Regions from separate parts of the Mus musculus genome. Here region 2 is linked to region 1. A link is a contact called in public promoter capture Hi-C data. All regions are on one chromosome and are shown on one strand. Each heading gives the region's core, a stretch centred on a gene start, on an enhancer-like site or on the middle of the called end of the contact. The rest is flanking DNA. Distances are from core to core; before and after follow the strand shown.

Region 1 (5,057 bases), core at 2,134-4,633:
CAGGAACTGAACCACAGTCTTCTTGGAAGAGCAACAAGCAATCTTAGCTACTGAGCCATCTGCCCTGCCCCTACCATGTATTTTAAAAGGAAAACTTTTTAAAGAATAGATTAAAGAGAAAAAAAAAGGATACAAACAGACTAATAAATGGGCCCTTGGAATAATACAAGGATAAGGGCAGTCTGTAATGGCCACTGAAGTAAAAGAAATGATTGTGTTTTGGGTTTATTTCTAAAATAATGCAAAGCTTATTTATTTACACGTATATGTAGATATATATGAGCTATGATAGAATGTAAAGGATCAATGATGACTCCCTGGTTTAGGGCCTAAATAAGATGAGAGGGATGACAGACAGCATACCATGAAGATTCTATCTGGAACATGTTGAAATAGAATATATAGAAATGCCTACTAGACAGCCAAGAGGAAATGCTGAGCAGGAAGCTGGGGAAAGAGGTCCAAGGCTCAGAGCAGGAAGCCAAGACATGAACTGTCATGGTCTAAGTACTCAGTACACAGAGATCACATGGGATTTTCAAGAGTAGAGAATACAGAGCAAAGACTCTGAAGAGGGGACCACCAAAGCAGACAGAAGGGTGGAGCCTGGGAAAAAGAAATTTGGGAAGCACAAACCATGCCACCCTGGATATCAGGGAGAAGATGTGGCAGCCCGGCCGGGACAAGGCTGCCAGAATGGAATGAACACTGAGACCAAATGGCAAAGCTGATGTCATCAGAGACCTACCTGACAGTTCCCTAGGCCTTGAAGAACTTGGGCAGAGCATTCAAAACTGTATAGGAATGAGTTTAAGAGGGGGGGGGGAGTAAAAACACAGAGAGTATAAAAAGCTCATTAATAATATTTTGCTTTGAATGGAAGCGAAGAAAATAACAATATTACAGACACAATATATAGCCTAAATAATCTACAAAAAGATACATTCAACATTCATGATTTTTTTTTCTTTTAAAATAGGCAAAAACAAGGCTGGTGGTAAGGAAGAAGCAAGCACCGAGTCTGGACATCGTCATGTTATCTTTCTTAAATAATGAGTAGAAAAGCTTTGCTCTTATAATTGCCCATTGCAATGATTCGCTATTTGGCTTACCAGCCAATACAATCATCTTATGCATTTCTCCCTATAGTTGTCAGGGTTCAAATGTTAAAAACAGCTAAAGACTAAGATCATGGGTGTGAAAAGACAACAGATATTTTGCAGATATTACTTAAAAGAGCTGCAGGTGCCACTCACTCGGCAGAGTGCTTGCCTAGGAAGCCCTGGGTTTGATTCCCAGCACTACATACACCAGGTGGGCCAGACCTGCAATCCCAGCATCCAGGCAGCAGAGGCTCCAGAAACCCAAGGCCATCCTCCGCAACGAAATGAGTCTGAGATCAGCCTGAGCTACACATTGTTTGTTTGATGGTGTGGGTGTGTGCTTCAGAAGAAATATTCTGAACTGTAAAAGATCAAATCCAAATAGAAAACCCCAAAAGCATGTATGTGCAAAGTCTGGCCAGTAGGTGAACATTCGCACTTTTCTAATTTAATTAAAATTGGAATTTGTAAATCACATAAAATCTTAAGAATTTGAACTGAGCGTAAGCCTTCTCTTCATTTTTAACTCCACAGGACATATTTTTTAGTATGAGTGTTTGCCTCTAAGGATAAAAAAAAATGCAATACAGTATCTGCCAAAAGAATTCATTTATTTTGGCTTTTCCCCCCCTTATTTCCAAGACCTCCCACTTCACAAACACAAACCATTTGGTCCTGTATTAGTGATCTAAGGGCGAAGCAATGACTGTTTTTCCTCGATAAAGTCATAGGAGAGTAGAGCCCCACATTGCAAAAGAGAAAAGGGTCTCTGCCAAGCTCCACAGCTCCCCAAGCTGTGAATGAGCTGGCCTGGATCTAAGAGGCAGATGCCTGCAGTGTTCCCCTTGTTTTTCAAGCAAGCACCAGCAGGGTATCTGAGCTCTAAGGCTCCCTAGCTAATCAGCACAGGATCCACTTCAGTCTGCTCAGTTTCAAAGGAACCGAGCCTCTGCTTCAGGGGGTACTATGAGGACCACAGAGAAACTGGTCGACGTTCTTCCCAGCCAAAAGACAGAGAAAGAACTGAAAATAAGTTAAACTGTGTTCATAAAGGAGTACTTCAAAGTCCTTTTGCTTCTTAGATTGCACACAAAGCATTTGTGGGTGGTAAGACATTATTTCATTTTAGACCATAGCCAACAAAATTAGCTAAAAATGCTTCTATGCCTAGCCTAACTGGCAGTGTCTAAATCCCAAACAATTTTAAAAATACCAACAGTAAAATATTTTATGTGGTTAAAAAAAAAAAAAAAAGCTACTGTCTCCTTCTGTGCCCACATATGTCAAGGTGTTCTGTTTTTCAAAAATTAAGCAAAAAGTACACTGCCACGTTATAGTACTACTGTGTGTGTGTGTGTGTGTAGTACTAATTTCTGATTGATCTGTTTAGTTAACCTCTACTATTTTCTGGGATTCATTCCAAGATTATTAAACATATCACTGAAGTTGCTGTCTCTGTTATTGAGATTCATTTCAGAGACACTCTGAAGTGGTCTGGAAAACCACTTCTTAAACATTCTGCACACAACTTTATGCTAAGAAGCCACAAGTGCCACACAGTATTTGATGAGAAAGCTACAATTTTTGGCTTTCTACAATTTTTTTCTTCCAAATATACAATACAAAAAAAAAAAAAAAAGTACTGTGTGAAAGCCACAGGTTATTTATGTAGTTGCGGTACTTCTTTCTTCCTTTTTCTATTCAGTTTTTCAGTGTTGCAGACATTGGCTTAAAGGTAACATGACTCTTTTAGTGCCAGGTGATCTATTCTTGTATTAATTATATATTTCCAAATTCTTTACAAATGCTATGTTTTCCCTACCACTATTAACTGAAAAATCCTGAAAACATTGATTGTTAATGCACATAAAAACCCCAACCCAAGACCAATGGAGTCTTTTAGTTTCATGAAATTAGCAAGATTAGCAATTACAGAAGTCTAGATTTTTAATATGAGGCACACCTGAGGTATTATTAAAAAGCCCTCTGAAATGAATCCAACCCTCTAAATGTGATAGACAAGAAACCCATGGAGGTTAGGCTAAGCACACACCCCTGAAGATAAATCGGAAACCACAGCTGAACCCAGGTGCTATGTTTCTGGGTCCGGAGCGCTGTCGCTGCGCTTGCGTCACTGTCTGGATACACACAGACCCTTCAGGCCCCTCCGAAGAACTCCTCTGCAGGCAGGAGTCCACGAGTAGCGTCGCGCCCCGACACCCAGTGCCTTAGATGGCCTCAACATACCTGGATTTGCAGAACGATTCCTCGGTCGGGTCTGGTTTTTTCCTCACCGCTGCAAATCCTTTTAAAGGAGTGCTCCGGCTGGGGCTCCGCTTGGGGCTCCGCTTGGGGCTTTGGTTGGCCGGAGGGCTGGCTTTTCTATTTGTTTTGTTTCTAATTTGCTCGGGAAGGGGGAAGAGGGTGGGAAACTTAACCCGCCCCACAGCACATTTTTCTTCCTTGTGTCTTTCAAACCAACCCACCCTCTTTCCGCCTCCGGGACTTAAGGGGTTGATGTCGCAGCCCCGGGCAGTTTCCAAAGTAGTCAGAGGCCTGGAGAAGTTGCGTGGCTCTCCGCAGGTACCGCCCCAGTCTGCTGCCTGGTCCCCAAACGCCCTGCGTCCTGCGTTGCCTTGGGTGGCCTCGCGCCAGGGATTGAGGACTAAAAGAGTGTCCCACCTGTGTCCCGGAGTGGCGTAAAGCAGGGATGCCTGGGCTCTATGCTGCTGGCTCAGAAGGTGCCGACCACTCGTGCGCGGGCGCGACGCTGCGGGGCACTGGCCACTCAGGTGACTGCGCGGCGGGGACGCTGCGCGCGTGGCCGAGGAGCTTGGGCGAAGCTTTGAGGGCTGATTCTGTCCTCTCTGGCCTTTACAGCAGCAGGTGTGGGGTATGCTGCAGTAATAATCGCAAGGAAAGTGCCAAGTGGGAAAGAGAACCAGGAAAGACCCTTACCCCCTACCCCTCCAATAGGACAGTCAGGAGCTCCCTATCCCCTGATGTGCATCAGCCATCACCTCAGCCTTACTTGTCCCAAAGGGAAAGAGGGCATTCCTGCATCTAGTTGATTAATGAACACTTCGTTTTCCATCCTGGAACTCAATGACATTTGACGTAGCAGGTTACAAAATAGATAGATAGATAGATAGATAGATAGATAGATAGATAGATGGATGGATGGATGGAAAAAAATCTGTCCTTAGAGAGTCAGAATCCAAACTCAAAGTACATTTGTTGCTCTCTGCTCAAAATGTGACTCACTCATCTGCTTACTTCCTATGTCTGTTTATTGAGGACTTGATGTATTACATTATTCTCTTTGAACTTGAGGAAGGAGGACATAAGCATTTATAAAATTCCCAGCTGTACAGTAGATCTGAAAGAGAAACAGTAAAGATGAAAGTGAGTAGAGATATTTAGACTGGGTAAATCCTCAGTTACAAGCAAAGGTCTCTCAAGGTTAATTTGACCATCGTTCTCCTAGGAAGGCCATCAAAAAACGGGCTCTACAAGTGAATTGCCTGAATTAACCCAGCCACCACAGGACTGAGAGCATAGCTCCTATCCCATGAGATGAGCCATTACAGAAACTGCCACCCCACCCCACAGGCATGGCCTTTCAGTGACACTGTTCTGACAAGTGGTGGCCCTGAGATCATATGTTAAAGCCACTTCATTCAGAAATGCCACTACTACCGCATAAAAGATTTCATGGGCATCTGGGGTAGGCAACATTAACCTAGAAATGCTAAGCTTTGGTGGAGGGGGTAAAGAGAAGCAAAGCAAGAGGATATGTGTATGCAAGTGCCATGAGGGAATCATGACTTTATATACTTGCTAGGAAAAAGAAAAGAAAAAGAAAAGAAAAGAAAGGAGAGAAAAAGAAGAGAAAGGAAAAGAAAGGAAAGGAAAAGAAAAGAGAAAAAAGAAAAGAAAACCTGTGCATTATAG
Region 2 (4,972 bases), core at 2,228-4,727, 1.5 Mb before region 1:
TTACTTTATTACCAGCACTGTCCAGCCTATGAGCTCAAAGTATGTGCTGGACAGACCTGGGCCAAACAAACATCTACAAGTCACATCAGATCAGGGAAACCAGGGTCTTCCTGACACTCCCTCCCAGCCTATGCTTTCCTGGTGCTATGTTGTTTACCGCGCCTATTTCCTGGAGTTGCTAGGAGATCAGAGTGTGAATTACAGTAGCATCTCCAGGTCCCCCATCAGGAATCGGTCAGCTGGCTCCTTCCAGCCCAAGTAGACAAGTGTAAGGCACTGCAAAGAAGTGGCACGCTCTTCCTGTGCTCTTTGGTGCTCTGAGTTTTAAATTCATTGTTCAGACAGCAAACCTCTATGAAGTTTGTTTCCTGACTCTAAGGTAGGCTGTTTCAGCAGGTCACCACTGTAGGCTCACAGCAAAACAAGAAACTGGTAAACAGAACTGAGCATGGACAGAGGCCTAAAAGGGGACTGGAGAGGAGGCTCAGGCTTAGGAGCACTCGCTGCGGTTTGAGAGGACCCGAGTTTGATTTCCAGAACCCACAGGTGGCTCACAACCATCTGTACCCGGTCCAGGGGATCCAGTGCCCTTCTCTGGATTCCCAAGGGATCCGGCATGCACATGGTACAGACATACATGCAGTCAAGCACACTCATACGCACACACACAGAAAATGGGTTTTTTTTGTTTTGTTTTTTGTTTTGTTTTTTTAAACAAAAGAGGCCTGGATAGGAAGAGCCAAGGAACGGAAGAAGAGTGGGGGAAACAAGTGAGTTACACTTAAAAAAAAAAATATATATATATATATATATATATGTATATATATATATGGAATCTGTTTTCTTTGATAGAAAAGCAGGATGACTGACAGCAATGTTTTCATTTGAAAATGTAATTTAACTACAGAGATCTGGGCTGGGGCGATGGCCCATCTGTTAAGAACACTTGTTGCTTTTGCAGAGAGGGCTGGAGTTTGATTTCCAGGACTCACATGAGGAGGCTCAACACTACTTAACTCCAGCTCTGTGTGTGCCCACTATAAAGTATTCACATACACAAGCACACATGAAGAACAATACATCTTAAAGAACAATAATTACAAAGATTTTTCTGGTAGTAATTCTACCCAGAAAGGTGTAAAATTTACCAACCCACAAATTGACCTTTCAAAACAGAGCAGATTCATATCTCAGATTCATATTCAGCGTAACCTTTACAATCCTATGCAGATTCATAACTCATTGAAAGTAGTCACTGTAGCCTTTGCAACCCTATAACTCCTTCACATATTTCAGCATGGAGATTATTGTGTCAAATAATGTAAAATCTCCCATACATAGTTTTGTAATTAATATTACCGAGATTAAGAAATAGGTCTGAGTACTTAAAATAACAAAAACCATCCTAATTCTAATTACTCATGCTTTAGGGGAGACATGTACCTCTGTAGGCACCAAGTGACAATCTTTGATCACCGGATTCCACAGCCTTTTACAGAGGCCCATTGTAGCCCAGTCATTATCAGGAGTGAGAGAACCCATGGTAGGTAGACCTTGGCCTGTGACGGGCCTTACTAAGTATCTGTTAATTTTTGTAAATATGGTTTTAGGCAGAGAAAAACATTGTTTCCTAGCCCCATAATTTTACATTTATTTCCATTTTGGGTAACTTGGATACATGGGAACAACCGTCAATGTGACTGAATCAGGAAGACAGGCCTTTAGCACAGAGCTCATGCTGCAGACACCAGCCTTCAGTTAGCACTTGCCCTCCTTTGTCCTTCTGTCTCTTCGGCTGTCCATAAGGCCCATGCTGTCCATGGACAGTGGTTTTCACCTCTCCAGGACCAGTGATCAAGGCACCATCTTAGAATCAGAGGGCTTAGGCCTTAACAGAGACACCCGATGGGGCGGTGCTTTTTGATTTTGCATTTCTTATTCTCCAAAACCATCCAGAATGTTTGTTCTCTATAAATGGTCCAGTCACGGGCAATATGTAATGGTAGCACGGACAGAGTAAGACATTCTCTAAAAGCAGTGCACGGGATGGGAAGGGCACAGAGGGAGAGGTCACTTTTTATAAGGCATGAAGGGGATCTCTGGAGACAGGCTCCCCAGAAAACAGGCACCGTTTTGCCCAATATAGAAGGAAAAGTAATAATTCAAGAAGAGATGAGGGAGGGGCATTGTGAAATGGAAGTGAAGAAAGAGAGATGTGAGCCTTGTTGTTGATTTAGCTACAACTCAGGAAAGGGGAAAAGCCAGGCATCTGGAGGTGCGGGCAAAGGAGGTTACCAACAGTCAAGGATGCCATGCTGGCTGCCAGGAATTCCAGTTCTGAGACACGGTACAGGGTGCATGTACCTTGAACACATTGTGTAACTGGCCTAAGCCAGTCACGGATGGGTAAATACTGTGCGATTGCTCATCTGTGTGATATACAGAATAGTCAGATTCACAGAGATTGACAGCACAACACAGGTTACTTGGTTTTGAGGAGGGGAGTAGAGAACAGGAAATGATTGCTTCGTTCCCACAAGAGTTTCCATCTGACACGGTGAATGTTTTGGGGAGGGTGCCTGGTGAGAGTTGCACATCCAAGGATTAAAACAATAAACTGATATTTTTACCACAGTTTAAAAAAAAAAAAAAAGACACTTAAGAAGATGGGAAGTTTGGGGGAATAATTCAAAACTTTCTAAAAGTAGGAATGTAACGTCCTTGCTTCAACAGGTATTCTTTGCTTGTGTGACTGCACTGTGTCAAGAAAACAGAACTGGCTTTACACAACAGAGGTCGTGAGATGAAGGTGCAGAGACCATCGAATCTGCCTAAGAGCACAGGGAATGTTTCAAACAGTCCTAAAACCGGAACAAAGCTTTAGGCTCCAAACACCTTGCACTTTTTACTATTCCAGGAGCGGCTTATTGCAACACTTTCCTCATCCTTGCCTTTTCTGGATATACCAGCTAAAACAAACAAGCAAAAAACAACAAAAAGAATTTCAGAAGCATGAGAGGTCTCACTTTGCAGAATGAAATCTTTGTTTACTGTTGAATCATGTTTGATACTTTGTGTGACCTTTGACCCCTCGGCAAGTGAGGCCAAAAAAAGAGCTTTCGGGATAACTGAGGATGCAACAGGGGCATCACTTCTCTGCCAGCCACACGTTAGAAAGGAGGGAGGTACTTCTAGGCCTGCAGCCCAGCTCCCGCAAAACCCCCATGCTCCCCGCAGGGGGACCCAGCGCGCCTTCGTGCGCAGGCGCAACTCTGTGCTCGCCAGCCCGGCTCAGTGGTCCCCCAGCAGTGTCCCGGCTGCTCCCGGAGCCCATGCCGGGTCCCCAGCCCCGCCGAGCCAGCCCCGGCCCTTCCCTGACCCCGCGAGGCACCATGCCAGGGCAAAGTCCCCGAGGGTGTGAACCCCAGTGTCCCAACCCCTGGGCGGGGACGGGCGGCGGCAGTGCGGGGAGCTGTGGGCAGCACAACCCGCGAAGCCCTGCCGCGAGCCGCCGGGTCCTTCCCGAGCCTCCGCCGCCACGCTAGGCCCGCAATCGCGGAGCCCCGGAGCTCAGGGCCCGCGCCCCGCACCGCCAGGCCCGCTCCCGCAGCCGGGGTCCCGCCACGCCAGGCCCGCGCTCCTCCGCGCCCCGCACCGCCAAGCCCGCTCGGCACCGCGCTCCGCACCGCCAGGCCCAGACCCCCGCCGCCGCGCCGCTCCGCCGCCCCGCTCGCTCGCAGGCCCGTTGCGGCAGCCACCGCCACCGCCGCCGGCGCCACCGCCGCCATGGCGGAAGTCCACAGACGTCAGCATGCTCCGGTTAAAGGAGAAGCCCCCGCGAAATCCTCCACACACAGAGATGAGGAGGAGCTGGGGATGGCGCCGGCCGAAACGCTAACGGTGTTCCTGAAGCTGCTGGCCGCCGGTTTCTACGGCGTGAGCTCCTTCCTCATCGTGGTGGTCAACAAGAGCGTGCTCACCAACTACAGGTGGCCGGGCTGGCGGGCGGCGGCTGCGGCGCGGCGGGCAGGGACGGGGGTTCGAGCCCACCCGGGGATACCCTCGGCCACGCTCCCCGCCGCACTGGCCAGGGCTGGGGGTGAAGGGGGAAGGCACAACGAGGCCGGTGCCCAGGGACTAGCGACCCGCGCGGCTGACAGCCCCGGGACCGGCGCGGCCGCACGCCCACGCGCCGTCGCCGCTGTCACTGAGACTCCGGGGCAGAAGTTTGTATGTGTGTGTCTTGTGTTTCCCCTCAAGAGTCATTTAAAAGATTTAAAACCGTTGACGAGGTCTCCGCGGCTTAACTTTCTGGAAAAATCCGTTGCAGGAAGCTGAAGGGAATTGTAAAAAAAAACAGGACAAGACCAGACAAGTGGTCGCCCTAGGCTACAAAATCTAAGATTTTTTTTTTAATTTTTTGTTTTTTATTGGAGGGGCAGGCATCGCTGTGGGTTGAATCAGAACGCATTTTAAGGCTGACAGTGTGGGAGTTGAATTCCCTGTGCTCTGAGGACGTTCTGGCCGTTTTTAACCCCCTTTTCTTTACCCCTTTTGTAGATTTCCATCCTCGCTATGTGTTGGACTTGGCCAGGTTAGTTGGAATCTCGGGCATCCCGTGGTCTGTGTTGTCAGAAGTTCTGTGTGTGTCTTTCTATGCAGAACAGTGCATCTGTGTGTGTTCTCTGTTTGCAGATGGTGGCCACGGTAGCGGTTCTCTGGGTGGGAAAGACACTCAGAGTAGTCAAGTTTCCTGACTTCGACAGAAATGTACCTCGAAAGGTAAACAAACGTGAGAAAGAAGGGATACTTTATTTTATAAAAAGGAGCCATTCTGTGGCTTAAGGGCGGAAAAAAAAATCAGCGTCTTGAATATTTAAAAATGCAGTCTAGCTCCCACCCTAGTCTCCGAGTGCATATAGCAAAGCTAGAGAAAACAGGCCACAGGGCACCCAAGACGACAACGTCTCTG

What was found. Promoter capture Hi-C pulls out the DNA fragments that hold promoters and counts their contacts.
Region 2: a promoter capture Hi-C map of cranial neural crest shows a contact between it and region 1. The contact joins the promoter of Slc35d1 here to the promoter of Lepr in region 1. A contact is called at or near these places in 2 of 39 promoter capture datasets (cranial neural crest and liver).

Annotation. Positions count from the first base shown.
Region 1 is chr4:101,716,232-101,721,288 of GRCm38.p6, reverse strand. Lepr (leptin receptor) reads right to left here and starts at 3,383. Exons shown (of 19, transcript NM_146146.3): 1 at 3,351-3,383.
Region 2 is chr4:103,213,681-103,218,652 of GRCm38.p6, reverse strand. Slc35d1 (solute carrier family 35 (UDP-glucuronic acid/UDP-N-acetylgalactosamine dual transporter), member D1) reads left to right here and starts at 3,477. Exons shown (of 12, transcript NM_001356276.1): 1 at 3,477-3,989; 2 at 4,561-4,594; 3 at 4,696-4,782. The coding sequence starts at 3,787. It overlaps Gm46864 (a long non-coding RNA gene), which reads right to left and starts at 3,710. Exons shown (of 3, transcript XR_001784379.1): 1 at 3,656-3,710.